2 separate regions of the Sus scrofa genome follow, and region 1 is linked to region 2. A link is a contact called in public HiChIP or PLAC-seq data. All regions are on one chromosome and are shown on one strand. The core of a region is the stretch at or near the end of the contact, and the rest is flanking DNA. Distances in the headings are between cores, read along the strand shown. Region 1 overlaps ACER3 (alkaline ceramidase 3). Region 2 has its middle 23 kb from the start of TSKU.

Region 1 (6,530 bases), core at 998-3,497, 110 kb after region 2:
CAACCAAACAAAAAAAGCTGCTAAGGGGGAATTCCCATTGTGGCTCAGCAAAAACGAATCTGACTAGCATCCATGAGGAGTGAGGCCAGGCATCCGAACCTGTGTCCTCATGGATACTAGTTAGATTTAGATTCGTTCTGCTGAGCCATGGCGGGAACTCCTTAATTCTTAACATAGCAGTATTGTAGACGTTCCTGTATTATGTTCGTTGGTTCTTTCTCTTATCAGAAATGATCTTTATGTGCATTATTTTGTCATATTTTTTGTTTTCATCATAGAATTATTTAAATAACATCTCCCTGCCACCCCCAGTTTAGAGGTCAGGAAACTAGGCTTAATTAAGCATAAGTTGCCCAAGTTCTCACAGCTGGAAGGTGGTAGTGGGTATCAACAAAATGTTGTCTGCTGTAAGTTGAGATTAGATGATCTTGTCTTTTTCCAGCTCTGAATACTCTGAAGTTCTGCAGTTAACATTTTTTGAACATTTGCATAAGTAGTTAAATATTTGACAAAATGAACTTTCCTTGTGGGAAGTACTGGGTTTCTTTCAGGCTCAAACCAGTTACTGCTTCTCTCATCTGGCTTTTTGCTGACTCTGAGGACTCCCCACAGTGGCAAATGAAGCAGTGTAGATCACTTTTTCGGCTTCCCCAGATTTTATTGTTTCTGTTTTTTTAAGTGGTGGTTACACAATTATAAATATGACTGAGTTCTAAATTATCAACCCAGCTGCCCCGGGGCTTTGTGTGTTCTGCCACTTTTGGGAGCACTTTAAAGGAGGCTGAGCATACTGGCTCCATCTACTGTCATGCTGAGGTAAACAGCTTTCTACTATATTTTCAAAGTTGTTTCAGACTTACTCTTTGGCACATTAACCGCCCCCCACCACCGCCACCTTCTTTTCTATATTTTGATACTTGAGTTCTTTTCACTTGGTAAAAGATAGCTTTACCTGTTAAGAAATCTTGAAATTACTGAAATACCAGCCTTGCCTATAATTTGGGGGCAAGAATTCAAAGATGTGTTTGTGGGTATAAAAATATTATAATTTTCAGATTAAAAAAAAATCATTTAACTCTGTATCCAAACAGGATTCCCTCTATAAAATTTTGTTTTGTTTTGCTTTGTTTTTTTGCTTTTTATGGCTGCTCCCACAGCATATGGAGTTCCCAGGCTAGGGATCAAATTGGAGCTGCAGCTGCCAGCCTACACCACAGCCACAGCACTGCAGGATCTGAGCCGTGTCTGCAATCTGCACCATAGCTCATAACAACACAGGATCCTTAACTCACTGAGAGAGGCCAGGGATCAAACCCACATCCTCGTGGGTATTAGTCGGGTTTGTAACCTGCTGAGCCACAATGGGAACTTCCTAATGTTTTAGAACAGTATTGTGTGGTATATGAATGAATCTCTAGTTTTTATTTTTGGAAAAATAATGTTTTAATTGAATTTTCTGGGGCACTCCAAAGTCCAGTTAAACCCGTAGTGGAAATAATTTAGCCTTTATTTTCTATCATTCATCTATATTACCAATATTTTAACTTTAAGTTATAAAAACTGAATACCCATATTGTAGAAAATATTAAAAAAAGAAGAAAGAATCCATTACTTTCCATCTTTTTTTTTTTTTTTTTTTTTTGTCTTTTGTCTTTTTAGGGCCCCACTTGCAGCATATGGAGGTTCCTAGGCTAGGGGTTAAATTGGAGCTGTAGCTGCCGGCCTACACCAAAGCCACAGCAACACGGAATCCAAGCCTGTCTGAAACCTACACCACAGCTCACAGCAACACTGGATCCTTAACCCACTGACCAAGGCCAGGGACTGAACCCGCAACCACATGGTTCCTAGTCAGATTCGTTTCCATTGTGCCACAGTGGGAACTCCCATTACTTTACCATCTTAAAACTTATTTTGGTGCTGGGGGAACCCGCACTAAACATAGTTTTGTGCAGAAATGATTGGCGAAAACATAGTTTTATAATTGTTATCAACTGTTATCGATATAGTTATTAATTTATTACCTCTCATCTTCAAATTCAAATTCATTGCATGCTCTGTGAAAGTGGGCCTGGGCCCTTTAAATGTTTCCTTCAATAGCTTAGCTGGATGTTCAGCTTGGTCAGTAGAGGGCACTGGAGAGACACTGCAAGAGAAAGGATTTTCCTTCCTAGTTCTGGTGTGTCAGCTTGGCTTCAGTGCCTGGCTCTTGCAGTGCAAGTGGTTCATCCATCTTCTGCCCTGTTTATGAAACTTCCCCCAGTGCTCAGATCCAGAAGCTTACTCAGCTTCTCCAGTGCCAGCTCCTGCAGTCATGCAGTCAGCAGCACTAGTGGCCCCTAGCTCCTGCCTCCATGTAATAAGCTTTTCCTGGCATCCTAGAAGGTAGTTTAAGCACAAGCTACTAGGGGTGGATTTTCACTGAGCTCTTCAGGGGTGGCAGCCCAGTAACTTACCTACTGTTTGATGAGCTTTGGTCATGCCCCCTCCACAAGGGTCTGGCTGTCAGCCCTGGCTGGGACCTCTCCTTTTAGTTTCTATCTCCATCTTAGGCGTAGTAGCTGTTCCTTACATATGCTATTTCTGTATTCTCTAGAGTTAGCTTTGCTTACTACTAGCCATCTCTCACTACTGCAATTTCCTCTTATAATTAACGATTTTTTTTTTTTTTTGGCCGCCCCCACAGCATGTAGAAGTTCCAGGGCCAGGGATCAAACCCAAACCACAGCAGTCACAGTGCCAGATTCTTAACCCACTGCATGACCTAATGATTTTTTATAGTAAACTTTTTCAGTTCAAATTACTCTCTGATTTATCTTTCCTGATTGGACCCAGACTGGTAGTATTTTTTTAACCCAAGTTTTCATTTTATGATAATTTTTCATGCATTCTTTTTGTCCAGTAAAGTTAAATAAGCTGACATTTATATATCCCTTATTTACAAAGCAGTTTCATATCTATTATTCTTTAAATCAGCTTTGAAAAAAACAAACTTTTATTCTTTCTTCTTGACTTTATAGTCTTTTTGCCTTTGTGGTTAATCCTTTCTGTGTTCTCTTTAAAAGTTTATTGCCATTTCCAAGCTTGTTTAGCTGTTCTCCCATGTTTTCTTCTAAAAGTTATGCTGTTTAAAAAAGAAAAAAGTTATACTGTTTTACTTTTCACATTTAGATCTGCAATACATCTGGATTTTATTTTTGTGTAAGAAGTGTGAGCTTGGGGTCCAGATTCATTTTTTTCTCTTGCAAACATCCAGTTGCTCCAGTACCCTTTATTGACAAGACCATCCTTTTCATACTACATGTTTGTAGTGTGTAGGGCATGCTTGCCATACAGTTATCCACAGGGGAAAGTGCACACTAGCTTCAAACTTCTACATAGTGATGTTTTTAGTCTGAATAATGAGAGCATAGTGATTAAAAACTTTTGAAAGAAAGATAGACCCCAAAATTTTGTGGCTAAATTATCTTTTGCATTAAAGGCAAAAGACATATTCTCAAGCACTCAGAAGTCAGGGAATACAGCACATACATATCCTTGAAAAAAAAATATGGAGATGGATGATGAAATTTAAACAAGTAAAACTTGGCTTAAAAAAAAGACAGATGTGGCCAGTTAATGATTCGATAGGAACATGAGTGGGTTGTTGCCTGTCAGTGGTAAGGATCCGGGTGAGCTGGGTAGGTTGCAGATGCCGATGCGTGCTGTGCTTGGTAGGCTGGCTAAGCTCCGATTCGACCCTACTGGAACTCATATGCCGGAAGAAAAAACAACAAAAAAAAAAAAAAAAAAAAAAAAAAAAAAAAAAAAAAAAAAAGAATAGCATGGGAAAAAGACTGGAGATTGACACTGTATCCATTTAAATAGAGACCTGAAGTTAAAAACAAAGATAACATAGAATTATGAAATGACACAGGAATTCCACTCCTAGGTATATTCTAAAGAGAACTGAAAATACATCCATACACACAAAAAATTACATATGAATGTTCATAGCAATATTATTTGTAATAGCCAAAGAGTGGAAACAACCCAGATGTCCAACTGACAAGTATATAAATAAAATGTGGTATATCCATACAATGGACTTTTTGGCAAAAAAAAAGAATGAGGTTCTTTTTTTTTTTGTTTTTTTGTTTTTTTGTCTTTTTAGGGCCACACCTGTGGCATATGGAGGTTCCCAGGCTAGGGGTCTAATCAGAGCTGGAGCCACCAGCCTATGCCACAGGTGCAGCAACTTGGGATCCGAGTCACCTCTTCGACCTATACCACAGCTCACGGCACTGCCGGATCCTTAACCCACTGAGCGAGGCCAGGGATCGAACCTGCAACCTCATCTTTCCTAGTCAGATTAGTTTCCTCTGTGCCACAACGGGAACTCCAAAAAAGAATGAAGTTTTTAATGCATACATGCTACAGAGTGGATGAACCTTGAAGACCTTATGTTAAGTGAGAAAAGACAAACACAAAAGATTGTATATTGTATGAATCCATTTATATGAGATGTCCAGGATGGCCAAGTCCAGAGACAGAAACTAGATTGGTGGTCACCAGGGACTCTGGAGAGAAGAGTTGGGAAGTAACAGATAATGGGTCTGGGGTTTCATTTTGGACTATGGAAGTGTTTGAAAATGAGATTGTGATGGTGGTTGCACAACTCTGAATACACGAAAAAACACTGAATTGTACACAGTTATTTTTATGATTTGTGAATTATATTCTGATAAAGCTGTTAGGTTTAAAAAAATCAGCAAGGATGCAAAATGTGGTGTGTAGAACTAAATATAGATTCTTGACAACGTGAAATATATAGTCCTTGAGAATGAGGAAGAAACATAAAAATCAGTAAGTAGTGGAAGGGAGGTAGATAGAAATTTAAGAGTGTGAATTTCTTTGTTTTACAGCAAGGATGCATATGCTATAAAAATTGCCATGTAAAAATCAGAACTCTAGTTATTTCACATTCAGTTTTACTTTCTTTTGTTAAGATAATTTAATAAAAGAACATGTCTAATATCCTATAAAACTGTCTTTTCTTTCTTCATTCATCCATTCATCCATGCAATATATGTAAATCTTAGCAAATACTAATAGTGATAATTTCTGGGTGTTAGGATATTTAATGATTTAATTTTTTTGCACTTTTCTGAATTGTTCAAAAATATATATATTTTTTGGTCTTTTCTAGGGCTGCACCCGCAGCATATGGTGGTTCCCAGGATAGGGGTCGAATCAGAGCTGTAGCCGCCAGCCACAGCCACATGCAACATGGGATCTGAGCCAGGTCTTTGACTTACACCACAGCTCATGGCAACACTGGTTCCTTAACCCACTGAGCGAGGCCAGGGATTGAACCTGCAGCCTCATGGTTCCTAGTCGGATCCGCTAACCACTGAGCCACAACGGGAACTCCTCAAATTTTTTTCTTTTCTTTTTTTTTCTTTTTTTTTTTTTTTTTTTGGCTGCACCCGTGGAAATTCCTGGGCCAGGGATCAAACCTACACTGCAGTTGCAGCCTGTGCCACAGCTGTGGCCTGTGCCATAGCTATGGCAATGTTGAATCCTTAATGCACAGTGTCACACAGGAACTTCCTGGATTGTTTATATTTTTTACAATGAATATTTGTCACTTTAAAAAACTATATTTATTTATTTATTTATTGGCTACACCTGCAGTATGTGGAAGTTTCTGGGCCAGGATCAAACCTGTAGCACAGCAGTAACAATGCCAGATCCTTAACCACTAGTCTACCTGGGAGCTCCTTTTTTATATAGTTTTTAATTTTTTCATTTGTCACGTTTTTAAAAGAGCAAAGTCATGCTAAATGAGCTGCTACCCAGGATAAGCAATAAGATCCTGCTGTATAGCACTGGAAACTATATCTAGCTATTTATGATGGAGCATGATAATGTGAGAAAAAGGAATGTATACATGTATGTATGACTGGCTGTACAGTAGAAAATTGACAGAACACTGTAAACTGGCTATAATGGAAAAAATAATCATTAAAAAGGCTGCTGTCTACTATAACCATTGTTAAATCAAAAAATCAGAAACTGGGACTTCCCATTGTGGCACAGTGGAAGCGAATCCAACTAGTCTCCGTAAGGATGTGAGTTCGATCCCAGGCCTCTCTCAGTGGGTTGGGGATCTGGTGTTGCTATGAGCTGTGGTGTAGGTTACAGATGTAGTTCACATCCCATGTTGCTGTGACTGTGGTGTAGGCCGGCAGCTGTAGCTCCAATTCGACCCTTAGCCTGGAACTTCATACACGTGGTATAGCCCTGAAAAAAAAAAGTAAGAAACATGTAATTTTGTGAATAATACCCAGAGGATAGAGGAGGAACTGCTATATTTAGGTTTCAGTAAGCATGCATACATGAATTTATTAATTCTACCAGACTTTCCCGTCATTTGTTTTGAATGTATTATGCCACTTTATTCCCAGAATAAATGCATAAAATATTACCCCAAATCAATTTTGCACAATAGTTTAGCCAACTCCAATAGGAAATAGGGCTCCAGTAGG
Region 2 (6,287 bases), core at 3,438-5,937:
AAAAAAAAAAAAAAAAAAAGAGTGATTTTAAGGCAACATGTTGGTAGGACAGTTGCTAAGATGTTGATTCTAGGAGTTCCTGTCGTGGCACAGTGGTTAATGAATCCGACTAGGAACCATGAGGTTGCGGGTTCGATCCCTGGCCTCGCTCAGTGGGTTAAGGATCCGGCGTTGCCGTGAGCTGTGGTGTAGGTTGCAGATGTGGCCCAGATCCCGCGTTGCTGTGGCTCTGGCGTAGGCCGGGGCTACAGCTCCAATTAGACCCCTCGCCTGGGAACCTCCATATGCCGTGGGATCGGCCCAAGAAATGGCAAAAAGACAAAAAAATAAATAAATAAAAGTGGATTGGTTCTATTTCCTATTAAAAAAAAAAAAAAGATGTTGATTCTAGAACACTGTGAGACCCGTGAAGAAGGTAGTGGGAGGAGATGGGCTTTTCCACACGCCACCAATGTGATATCCTGTTGTACTGGTGGCTCCCAATGAGCCACGTCTGGAGTCCTCACCCTGTGTAGACCTGTCCTCTCGCATCTGGGCGGGGCCTGTGATTTGCTGTAGTCAGTACAATGCAATAGAAGTGGCTCTGGGTCCGTCCCCGACTGGGTCTGGCAGCTTTCCCTTTTGCAATGCTCGGAGTCTGGAGCTGCCGTGGAGAGTCTGGTGAGACCCTGTGGAGAAGTTCTCAGGCCTTAGAGAGAGAAAGAGAAGCTTAGCCATCCTCCATTCCTGCAGATCCCAGACCCCAGCCAACCCTTTACACCCAGGAGTGATTGCAACAAAAGCAGCAGAAGAACCACCCAGCTGATCCCAGGCCTGATTGCAGAATCCTGCGCAAATAAAACGATTGCTGTGCCAAGGCCTCTACGTGCCTACATGGCAATGGATAACCAACACCACCAAGTCGGAAGTTCCACCCCTGCAACCCTGTTGCCCCTCCTCCACCCTCTCCGCCTTCCCTGGTAAAGGACGTGCTAGCCTAGCCATGGGATGTGAGCGGCTGAAGATGCAAAGGTGCTGAATGACAAAACCAGGCAGCCAGAGCTTCCCCGAGGATCGCCAGTCCGAAGAGACCAGGCAGAGAGGAACAGGTGAAAGGGAACACGTGTGCCTGGTATTTTAAATTTATGAGGTGCCACCCTACTCATAAACTCAGCTCTTGTTATTCTGTATTTTTATTTAGTTAGTTGTTTTATTTTAATTTTTTGTCTATTTAGGGCCATATCTGTAGCATATGGAGGTTCCCAGGCTAGGGGTCAAATAGGAGCTACAGCTGCCGGCCTACACCACAGCCACAGCAACACCAATCTGAGCCGCGTGTCTGCGATCTACACCACAGCTCATGGCAACGCTGGATCCTTAACCCACGGAGCAAGGCCAGGGATCGAGCCTTTGTCCTCATGGATGCTAGTTGAGTTCCTTACCACTGAGCCACAACGGGAACGCCCCTTCTTGTTATATTCTAGCCCCCCAGCAGCCCGTCTCCACTCAGCCTCACACTCTCCTCACAGCCCAGACAGTGACTTGCAGGTCCCCAGACAGTCCCACCTCTCACACTGAGCCTGCCTTGTCTACCCACAGCCCCGGCTAGGAACCCGGACAGAAAGGATCCAGACCCACTGTCCTGCTAGGGGCCTCCTCCTTCCCTTAGGGCCCTTTCTCCCACCCCAGGGACTCACAAGCAGGGCTCTGGGGCTGCGGTGAGGCTGGGCACTGGGTGGGGGCAGGTGAGACCAGTCAGAGGAGGGCAGGCAAGACGGAAGCGTCTGGAACACAGGGGGCCCCAGGGAAGGCGTAGCTTTTTAGCACTTCCCGCAGACTGTGGACAAAGTCATACTTAGCTCAAGCTTTAAAAATACTCTCCCCCAACACAGACACGAACGCTGTAATTCCCACGACCGGCCCCACCCGCCAGTAAAATCTGACATTCGCACAGACGTGTGGAGGATGGGCGTTTGGAGGAAGTGTGCCTCGGGTTCAGGGCAGACCCCTCAGGACTGACTGCGCAGAACTTCCTTTATTTTTTTTTTTTTTCCGGCTTTTTAGGGCCACACCCACGGCCTTTGGAGGTTCCCGGGCTAGGGGTCGAATCCGAGCTACAGCTGCCGGCCTACACCACAGCCACAGCCACACCAGATCCGAGCTGCATCTGTGATCTACACCACGGCTCACGGCAACGCCGGATCCTTAATCCACTGAGTGAGGCCAGGGATCGAACCTGAAACCTCACGGTTCCTAGTCGGATTCGTTTCCGCTGCGCCACCACGGGAACTCCCGAACGTCCTTTTGCTAACATGTTCTAATGGAAGTTGATGCTCCGAGGAGCAGAGGAGGAGACAATGAATGCTCCCCCGTCCTCAAGCCCACCAGCCTCATTACTTCCCACTTATCTTGTCCCAGTGCACTTCTGCCCCTGCCGCCACCTCCTCTGAGAAGCCTCCCTTGACCACCTCCCCCGATCCAACTCCAGGCAATGTGAGCTGTACTGCCTCTGGGCTAAGCCAGCACCTCATCTTCCTTCCAGAGTGCCACTTGTCATTTTGTTTATTTTTCCAGCTTTCACTTTACACAGAGGGCAAGAACTGTGCCCACCTTGCTCCCCAAAAGTTCCCTCGCACCCATGCTGCTGCCTGGCACCTGGTTGGTTATTAGGACACATCCAAAAAATGAAATACCTCCGTTTTATTGAAGGTTAAACGGAGACTCAGAGAGGCTACGGGACTTTCCTAAGGCAGCACAGCTTGCTTATGGCCGAAACCAGCTCGTGCCACCTTCAGTTCTACAACCGGACCCTCTTCCCTGTCCCTTCCCCCTCCCTCAGGTGGCAGCTGTGACAGGCCTGAAAGGGGCGAGAGTCCCATGTGAGGGTCCACATGGGACCTTGCCAGCTTCTTGGCAATTGTACCAGAATTTTACTTCCATAAGACATAATGTGATTGTTTTCAGGGTTTAAAAACAAATAAATCCAGGTGATTGTACTGCATAATCAGGTCCCGGTAACACTTTGAAGTTTACACAGATTCGGGGAGTTCCGTGGTGGCTCAGCTGTTAGCGAACATGACTAGCATCCACGAGGACGAGGGTTCAATCCCTGGCCTCGCTCAGTGGGTTAAGGATCCGGCGTTGCGGTGAGCTCTGGTGTAGGTCCAGATGCGGCTTGAACTGTGGTGTAGGTCACAGGTGCGGCTCGGATCTGGCGTGGCTGTGGCTGTGGTGTAGGCCGGCGGCTACAGCTGCGATTCGACTCCTAGACTGGGTACCTCCCTATGCCCCAGGTGCAGCCCCTAAAAAAGACAAACAGACAAAATCAATCAACAATCCATCAAGTTTACACAGATCTGACACCTCACACCTGTGTCTCATCAAGGTAGGGCGGGGCCAACCACCAGCCCATAATTTCACAGATGTGGAAAATAGTGCCCAGAGAGGGAGTGGGAGGACCTGGGACTGGAACTCAAAGCCCTATTCCAACCCCGTCATCTTCCCACTCCTCCGTAGAGTGACTCCTGTTCAAAAAAAAAAAAAAGAATGAATGTAATTCCTTGGCTGGTAGACCTGCCCAGAGAGCTTGCTTAGCCCTGCCAGGGAACATTCGTTCGGTGGGCAGCCCATTCTCTGGGAGACAAGGTGAGAGATAACAGGAATAATTAAACTCTGGAACAAAGGCAACGGGATGCTGAGGGAGTTACTCAAAGGATTAGGGCAGCTGAGGGCGTGAGCCCAGGCCTCAAAGCTCGGGATCTGCCCCCCACCACTTTTTTCTTTTTCTTTCTTTTTCTTCCTTCCTTCCTTTCTTTCTTTCTCTGTCTTTCTTTCTTTCTTTTTGGTGCAGCACATGGAAGTTCCCAGGCTAGGGGGTCAAATCCCCGGCCTATGCCGCAGTCACGCAGGATCCAAGCCGCGTCTACCACCTACACCACAGCTCACGCCAATGCTGGATGCTTAACTCACTGAGAGAGGCCAGGGATCGAACCAGCGTCATCATGGACGCGAGCTGGGTGTGTTACCTCTGAGCCAGGAGGGGAATGCCCATTCCCCCACCCCACCCCCACCACTGCCACTTTTAAGCCCGGTGTTTATCAGAAAGACACCACAGTCCTGGCCGCAGGGCACCCAGAGGCGGACCCAACACAGCCCTGGCCGCAGGGGCTCCTCGTCCAGGGCAACTCAAGGCGCCAGGTGGCTACAGCGGCGGGGCTGGAAGTTCCCATTTGAGAGGCAAACAGGAAGAAGGAGCAAGAACGTGCGGCAGGAGTTCCGCCCTGGCGCAGCGGAACCGAATCTAACTGGGAACCATGAGGTTGAAGGTTCAACACGTGGTCCCTCGCTCAGCGAGTTAAGGATTCAGCTTTGCGGTGAGCTGTGGTGTAGGTCGCAGACGAGGCTTGGAGCCTGCGTTGCTGTGGCTGTGGTGTAGGCCGGCAGCTGTAGCTCCGATTGGACCCCTGGCCCAGAAATCTCCTCTGCCGTGGGTGCGGCCCTAAAAGGCCAAAACAAAACAAAACAAAACAAAAAACAGAAGGCCCACCCCCGTGCAGCAGCCGGGTCTTTGCTCGGCCACAGCGTCCGGCTGTAGCGCTGTCTCCCTCCACCAGAGGGCGCTGCGAGCGGCACTCCCCCTGCGTTTCTCCCCGCGCGGCTTTTCGTTCTAGTCCGGAGGTGACGCTCTAGCCCCAGGCTTGGGGAGGGATGCGGGTGGGGGCGTCCCTGGGGAGCGCGCAGGGGGCAGACTCAGAGACGCAGAACCAGGGTGACAGGTGGCTTTTGACAGTCGCCCAAGACTGCATTGCCTTCACATCTTCCCCCCTCTGATGCAATAACTTCCCATCTGCGGCTTTTACAGAATTTTAAAACTAACGTGTATTCAGGTGGGTTTTCGTTTTGTTTTTTCTAGTTCAATGACTAGTTAATGCTCATCCCTCATTTCGTTCTCACTGAACCAAAAGATGTTTGACAGTCGAGAGAACTGAAGCTCAAAGAGGTTAAATAATTTGCCCAAGGTCCTGCAGCAGGTAGATGACAGATTATAGATTTTAACAGCAAGCCTGTTGGGTAGTAGAGCCCAGAAGTAAACTAACTAGGTGTGTAGAATGTACAAGGGAATGCTAACTTTAGGAGTTCCTGTCGTGGCACAGCGGAAATGAATCTGACTAGGAACCATGAGGATGTGGGTTCGATCCCTGGCCTCGCTCACTGGGTTAAGGATCTAGTGTTACCATGAGCTGTGGTGTAGGTTGCAGATGCAGCTCAGAGCTCAGATCCCGCGTTGCTGTGGCTGTGGCATAGGCCGGCAGCTGTAGCTCCAATTTGACCCTAGCCTGGGGACCTCCATATGCTGCAGGTGCGGCCCTAAAAAAAAAAAAAAAAAAAAAGACTGCTAACTTTACAGATTCAGAAAGAGAATCCCAGAGAGTCAGCCTCCTTGACTCATTCCTCAGGGTTGGCCGTGACCTTGGAAGGGACTCTGGGCCCTGCCGCCAGTGGTCCACGTGCGTTGATCCGGGCTCCAGCCCAGTCCACCAACCTCTGATCAGCCTCTAGTCGTGCTGCTTGGTTGCTCTCGTGGCCAAGGGTGGTTATTCTGGGGCTGGGAAGCGCCTTGGGCCTCAGAGAAAGTCCTGCGGACCTAAGTTTGTGTTTTCTTCTTAGGTAACCTGCTCAAGGCTGCTCGACCAAGTGGCCGCGGATTTGAACCTGGGTCCTCTGAGCTTCCTGGGCAGGTGTCCTCCTTGCGCCCCACGGGGCCCTGCTCAGCACAAGGTAAACACAAGAACGTCTCGTGGGCCACTGCTCCCAGCTAGTCCGTGGCTTTTTAACAGGAAACACAGAGATTTTCCTGAGATTATTTGGTTATGCGGGATTCCCAGGCACAAGGGGAGGCCAGCAGGGAAAGTATTTTGTCTCTCAAATGAGGGTGGCAGGGAAAGTTGGGGGCCTCTTGCATCCCGGCTGCTGCTGCCACTTTCTAGTTGCATCACCCCATCCAAGACCTTTTACCCTCTGAGCTCTGTTCCCTCATGGGAATCTGGGGACATTAACATTAAAATGTGTTTACAATACGTTTGCACCACACTCAGAGCCCCCATCCCATGGCCTGGCCCACTGAGGGCCTCAGGGAGCTCCTTCGTGTGTTCCCCAAGGCTGAGGTTCAGGGCCGTGTCCCAGCACAGGGCTCCATGTCGGTTTGGGCTGGTGCCACACCAAATATTTCACTCCTGTGACCCTCTCCCTGCTGCCCTTACACCATTAGTCTAAGCTGGATCCAAGTGAGGACTGAGTCTTGAGCTCGT

Evidence for each region. HiChIP or PLAC-seq counts read pairs in DNA pulled down with a chosen protein or histone mark.
Region 1: a contact with region 2 is called in an H3K27ac HiChIP or PLAC-seq map of skeletal muscle, with 5 times the contacts expected there. The contact joins two enhancer-like sites. A contact is called at or near these places in 15 of 47 Hi-C or Micro-C datasets (alveolar macrophages, embryonic fibroblasts, fetal heart ventricle and 9 more) and 2 of 2 datasets of contacts at active chromatin or transcription factors (alveolar macrophages and skeletal muscle).

The regions. Positions count from the first base shown.
Region 1 is chr9:11,054,379-11,060,908 of Sscrofa11.1, forward strand. All of the region lies in intron 1 of ACER3 (alkaline ceramidase 3), which reads left to right. Among named protein-coding and RNA genes, the nearest start is that of ACER3, 73 kb to the left of the region's middle. Within about 2 kb of position 2,248, at least 16 of the 83 cell types and tissues checked have an H3K27ac peak or open chromatin away from gene starts, as enhancers often do. A contact at or near this core is called in alveolar macrophages, retroperitoneal adipose tissue and skeletal muscle, where this site is marked.
Region 2 is chr9:10,946,839-10,953,125 of Sscrofa11.1, forward strand. No RefSeq gene overlaps it. Among named protein-coding and RNA genes, the nearest start is that of TSKU, 23 kb to the left of the region's middle. Within about 2 kb of position 4,688, at least 24 of the 83 cell types and tissues checked have an H3K27ac peak or open chromatin away from gene starts, as enhancers often do. A contact at or near this core is called in alveolar macrophages, retroperitoneal adipose tissue and skeletal muscle, where this site is marked.